Linked DNA regions of Podarcis muralis: region 2 is linked to region 1. The links are chromatin contacts, called in public Hi-C maps. All regions are on one chromosome and are shown on one strand. The core of a region is the stretch at or near the end of the contact, and the rest is flanking DNA. Distances in the headings are between cores, read along the strand shown.

Region 1 (3,341 bases), core at 252-2,751:
CGACACCTCATGTCCCTTGTCCCCCACAAACGCACGCGGGGCCACACCGGTGGACATGTCAGCCTACCCCCCTCAGGGCTGGATTGAGACCTTTAGAGGCCCTAAGCGCTTTAGATTTTGATGCCTCCGTATATGTCTAATTCAGCCGACACGACCAAGAAACATGTGAGCTTCAGTGGACTGAGTGGCGCTTTGCCAGTTGCCAGATTCTAATTTTGTTGTATTTCCAAGATTAATGTATAACATTAATATCTATTATTATTATTATTATTATTATTATTATTATTATTATTATTATTGTTATTATTATTATCATCATGTATGTATATGGATGGGCGGGGTATAAAAAATAAAATTATTATTATTATTCTTTTTATTACGCAATTTTTTTCATTTATGTAGGAGGCTTTAAATTGCTGTGGTGGCCCCCTTCTCTTGACGCTTATTTTGATTCATGGTTGATCCAGCCCCGATCCCCATCTTTCTCACCGCAGATCCAAGCTATTTCTTTATTTCTATCCTACCTTTCCTCCAGGGATCCCATGGCAGTCTCCTTGATTCTCCCCTTCCCCATTTCACCCTCACAACAACCCTGTGAGGCAAGGTTAGGTTGGGAGCCAGTGACAGGTCACCCGGTGTGCTTCATGGCTTCCCAGGGCCCGGTGGTGCAACACCCCAAGCCAGCACAATGCATGCCATCCCCCCCAGCCCCATCTTCTAAATCTGTGCTTTCAGCTGCTGTGCAACAGGCTGAACTTTAATCAGGAAAAAAAGAGAGAGGAAGGCAGCAACCCACTTCAGGGCATGATGATAATTTCCACAACAACTAAAAAGCCCAGGCGCCTTGTTCTGTGTTGCATTGCATCGCCATTCCAAGCAGAAACCCCCCACCCTGGACTACACCGAAGGCCTGTCCATCCCAGTCTTTCAGGATCTGCCCAGCAAGCCGGGCCTCCCCTGTTTTGCGCGCCCAGCACCTGTGAGTCACAGGTACAGTGCCTCGGAACATGGAGGCTCGCTCGGTGCCCTGCCCGATCGCGGCCGTTTGCGCACCCCCTTTTAACGCTATTCAAGCAAATGGCCACCTCCATTTCTGGATGGCAGCGAATGCCAGGTTCCCCGCCTGGAATCAAGGCAAAGCCATGCCTGGGGCAGCCCTACCTTGGCCACACACCAGCTTCCGCTTCCTCCCCTTGCCCTAGCAAACAAAGCCCCTCTTGCTCTCTTCCCATGGCAAAGCAACTCTGCATGCAGGCAGGCATGGTCGTGCAAGCAAGCAAGCAGCCCCCTTCGCCCCTTGCACAGCGCGCTCTGCATCCATCATCCCCGGTCCCACCTTTCAGCCAGATCGCAGCGGAGATCTCCTCTCTCCAGCCAACCCAAAGGAAGGTCCGAAGCACACGATGCAGCCACGACCAATGGCAAAACCCCCTTGTTCCCGGTGCAAAAAACACACACACACACACAAACCCCCGTGCACTACCTTTGTAGCCTAGAAAACTACTATTCCCATCATGCATCTGCGACGACGAGCTGCAAGGCTCCCAGCATGCCTTGCTAGCCGGAGAAACTACACGTCCCAGCATGCCCTTGGGGTATTTCCTCCCTCTCGCCTGTGCAAAACTGTCCCGGGGTTGTTGTTTTTTTCTCCTTTCAGATCTTTGAGCGTAGGCAAGCTGTGCATTTTCTAAAAACAGTAACTCAAGCTCTGGCACAGAGTGCCAAATAAGAGGAATGGTTAGTAGCGCACGGAAATGGAACCTCCCGGTTATTAACCCGCATCTGTTCCGGCGCGTAACAAAATCTGGGTGCCTTGAATTCAAAAACTGGGCTCCCTCGTCTTCTGCAATGTTTGCTGTCCTTGCAGTGCAGACCACAGCTTGTTAGGTTTTTTTTAAAAAAATAAAAATCTGCTGGCAAGATAAATCTTAACATTCCAGTTGTTTATTTGCACCCGCCTCGCCTCTCACTTAATTGCATGACTAAAGGTAAAGGTACCCCTGCCCATTCGGGCCAGTCTTGACAGACTCTAGGGTTGTGCGCCCATCTCACTCAAGAGGCCGGGGGCCAGCGCTGTCCGGAGACACTTCCGGGTCACGTGGCCAGCGTGACATCGCTGCTCTGGCGAGCCAGAGCCGCACACGGAAACGCCGTTTACCTTCCCGCTAGAAAGCGGTCCCTATTTATCTACTTGCACCCAGGGGTGCTTTCGAACTGCTAGGTTGGCAGGCGCTGGGACCGAGCAACGGGAGCGCACCCCGCCACGGGGATTCGAACCTCCGACCTTTCGATCGGCAAGTCCTAGGCGCTGAGGCTTTAACCCACAGCGCCACCCGCGTCCCAATTGCATGACTAGATGGACAGTATTCTGGTGTCACAGCGCCATGGGTCTGTTTAACATAATGATACCGGCAGTTTTGTTCTCATTTCCTTTCCTAATAATCCTGCACATGGAATTTGCCTTTTTCGCAGTTGCCACACACTGACCCCAGGATCTCTTTCTGATTGTTCGCCGCCAGTTCAGATCCTATTAGCATATACGTGAAGTTAATGCTGGCTGGGACTGATAAGAGGTGCAGCCCAAAACCTGTTAGGTGAAAGCTACCTTAAAACACCAACCAATTTATTTACTGTCCCCCCAACAAATATCCTGGCTATACCCATGGTCCATGCATACATTCCACCAGTGATCCTGCTCTGCATTGTTATGGTAAAAGGTAAAGGTACCCCTGCCCGTAAGGGCCAGTCGTGTCCGACTCTGGGGTTGCGTGCTCATCTCGCTTAAGAGGCCGGGAGCCAGCGCTGTCCGAAGACACTTCTGGGTCAGCGTGACGAAGCTGCTCTGGCGAACCAGCACCAGCGCAGCGCACGGAAACGCCGTTACCTTCCCGCTATAAAGCGGTACCTATTTATCTACTTGCACTTAAGGGTGCTTTCAAACTGCTAGGTGGGCAGGAGCTGGGACCGAACGACGGGAGCTCACCCCGCCGCGGGGATTCGAACCGCTGACCATGCGATCAGCAAGTCCTAGGCACTGAGGTTTTACCCACAGCGCCACCCGCGTCTGGCATTGTTATGGATCCGTTGCTAATCCAGCTTTAAAGAGCAAGCAGACTCCTAGCTACTTGGTCGGGCTGTGATTGTTCAGTACTTGAATCTCATTACTACTGAATATAGAAATCTCATTACAAAGAAGCAACCAACATTGAGCAAACCAAGAAATTCTTTAGGTTTGCTGAAAAATACTTGCTGAAGGGGCCTTACATCCTTCCCTGGGGAGGGAGTTTTGAACCTGGAATCACCGGGCTAAGCACTGTTAATTTGCCCAGGCATTTTAGGGA
Region 2 (3,026 bases), core at 266-2,765, 190 kb after region 1:
CAAACTCACAAGAACTCGCAAGACGTTTCGTCTTGCGAAGCAAGCCCATAGGGAAATTCGTCTTGTGGAACGACTCAAAAAACGGAAAACCCTTTCGTCTAGCGAGTTTTTCGTCTTGCGAGGCATTCGTCTTGCGGGGCACCACTGTATAGAAGATGGAATTTATACATCTCTAACAGGTGTAACAGGGACACAGGTGGTGCTGTGGGTTAAACCACAGAGCCTAGGACTTGCCGATCAGAAGGTCAGTGGTTCGAATCCCCGTGACGGGGTGAGCTCCCGTTGCTCGGTCCCTGCTCCTGCCAACCTAGCAGTTTCAAAGCACATCAAAGTGCAAGTAGATAAATAGGTACCGCTCCAGCGGAAAGGTAAACAGCGTTTCCGTGCGCTGCTCTGGTTCGCCAGAAGCGGCTTAGTCATGCTGGCCACATGACCCAGAAGCTGTACGCTGGCTCCCTCGGCCAATAAAGCGAGATGAGCGCCGCAACCCCAGAGTCGGTCATGACTGGACCTAATGGTCAGGGGTCCCTTTATCTTTATAACAGGTGTAAAGAAGAGGGAATCTCAGCAAGTATAGCTTGTCATATAAGCTACTAGTAGTGCAGATAGGTAATCTAAGACTAGAGCCTGGGACTTCCCCTCCCCCTTCCCTTTAAGCATCCATGTGTATTACTTTACTACTGAACCACACAATTAACACTTTCCTTCTCCCACCTGCGGCCAATTACCTAATAGGACAAAACCAATTTGTCATTCCTTTTTTTAAAAAAATACTATAAAGAAGACAAATCATAACACCATCATTACAGGAAATAAAATGTGAGTTTTGCTTCTGCCAGCTTGATGCACAGGTCATTTCAAATGAGCAGTTTTGTTTTTAGAAATATATAATACATTTTAAAAAGTTAATTATAAAAATTACTGGAAGGAACATCCATGAAAAGGGTCAGCCAGCCTCTCCCGTTAAATGTTTTGTATGGTTCAAAGGTGGGTTGCAAATTTTTCTTTTACTGTTTTGTAAACGGCTTTGAGGGTTGGTTTTTATTTGCAGTCAAGCGGTGAATAAATTGTGCAGATGCCTGATGATCATCTTCCAAAGCAACTACTCTATTCCGAACTTAAAAATGGAAAGCGTAATGCTGGTGGTCAACAAAAGAGGTTTAAAGACTGTCTCAAGGCAAATCTAAAAAAAATGTAGTATAAACACTGACAACTGGGAATAAATAAAAATAATAGAAAAGAAAGTACCCCGTCCCCCGTCCCCCCCGCCCAGTATGCAACGGCGGCAGCCTCATCCTCCCGTAAGCAGTTTCTGTAATCGAACGGATGGATATAAACTACACTTCCCATCGTGCCCTGCACGCCACCTCCACCTCGAATGGAATCCGCGAGCTTGCGCGTTGCATTCTGGGTTCAGCAGCAGCAGCAACCGGCCCCGCCCCTCCTCCCCGGCACCCGCTCGTCCTTAACCAGCATCCCGAACTCGCCCTCTCTAAGGAGGGCGGCGGCGCATGCGTCCTGGGGCCCGGGCGCGACCCGCGCGTGCGCAGTGGCGGCGGCTCTGCAGTGATAGGGGAGGGGGGAGCGGCCGCCATCTTGCCAGTCGGTGCCGGAGGGGGCGCAGCTGGAAGGACCGGCAACGGCAGCCGCCTCAGCGACGGCGCCACTAGGTGAGTCCGACCGGGTGGTGGTCGCCGCCTTCTTCTCCTTGCGGCCCATTTGACGGCTCTTTCGTCGTTAGGGTGGTTGTCATTGTGGCTCCTTCTCCTCTTCTGAAAGGGGGCCTCGCCGAGGCGGGCTGGGCTCGTCCTCCTCCTGAGGGGCTTCTTCTTCGCCCTTGAGGGCCGCTGTTCCTAAGCCTCTTCCAGCCTTCGAGGGATGTGGTCGGACACCCTTTCCCGGGAAGCTTTATGGCGTTTAATTGCGTTTTTCTATATGTTGGGGGCCTCCCAGAGTGGCTGGGGCAAACCAGTCAGATGGGCGGGGTACAAATAATTTTATTATTATTTATTCTTAATTAATTCATGTGGCCTGCTGTGGCGACAGCCGTGAAGCGGGCCGAGGCGCCGGAAGCGGCTTTCTGAGGGAGAGAATCGCCCTTCAGCAAACGGGGCGTGCGAATAACGGGCTGCCTTCTCCCTGCTCTGGCGTGAAGCTTCCCATGGCCGCTTCGGCTTTTCAGAGCAAAAACACCACCGCACGTCCTCGGTAAGGATGTGTCTCCTCCGGGTGCTCGTGGCTGTTCTGGGTGGGATCGGGACGAGCCCGTTGCTCGTGAGGAGCCTCCCATTAGGCTTGGCACTCGCGGAGCCCAGGAATTGCCCCATGCCGAGGCCACCCAGCTCAGTGTTGGCGGCACTGGCTGGCAGCGGCTCTCCGGGGTTTTTGCTGGCCCTCCCTAGAGATGCGGTCAGGGATCCTGATCTGGGACTTCCTGCTTCGCGAGGCAGGCTGTCTACCAGTTAGCTTTGGCCCAGAGGCGGGGTGAGAAGGGAGGGATTCTGTACAGAGAGACAGTGTGGTGTAGTGGTTAGTGTTGGGCCTGGGAGACCAGAGTTCAAATACCCACTCGTTGGGTGAACCTGGGCTATTTACTGCTTCTCAGCCTAATCTACTTTACAGGGCTGTCTTGGGGATTAAATGAGAAGATCCATGTGTGATGCCTTGAGGTCCTTGGAGAAAAAGGTGTGCTATAGATGCAAGAAATGATTAAATTTAAATAAATCTATCCTGCAGGGTGTGTGAGGCCCGTTGTTTTTGAACTTGGGTCAGGGGAAAGGCAGCAGGTCCGTCCTCATCACTCTCTTCATCCCTTATTTATAATGCTTCTGAAATTACTCAACTGGCATGCAGCGAATCCTCAGCGTGAGGTAGAAAGGCCTTGCGTGGTTCCCCCATGAGTAAGTCCCTTTGCCTTTTGTCCTTTACCTTTTGAGCGCATTAAGTCAGAAATTGTATTTTGAGGGCAGTGCTGGCTGTCCCAGTGTTTGAGGCTCTATGCAGCTTAATGCAGAATTGGAAAGCTA

The links. A called contact is a pair of places that touch in the nucleus more often than the background predicts.
Region 2: a Hi-C map of tail shows a contact between it and region 1, with 5 times the contacts expected there. The contact joins the promoter of AP2M1 here to the promoter of CAPN10 in region 1. A contact is called at or near these places in 2 of 3 Hi-C or Micro-C datasets (blood and tail).

The regions. Positions count from the first base shown.
Region 1 is chr6:5,748,424-5,751,764 of rPodMur119.hap1.1, forward strand. CAPN10 (calpain 10) reads right to left here and starts at 1,502. Exons shown (of 14, transcript XM_077929641.1): 1 at 1,484-1,502.
Region 2 is chr6:5,942,365-5,945,390 of rPodMur119.hap1.1, forward strand. It overlaps AP2M1 (adaptor related protein complex 2 subunit mu 1), which reads left to right and starts at 1,516. Exons shown (of 11, transcript XM_028731756.2): 1 at 1,516-1,670.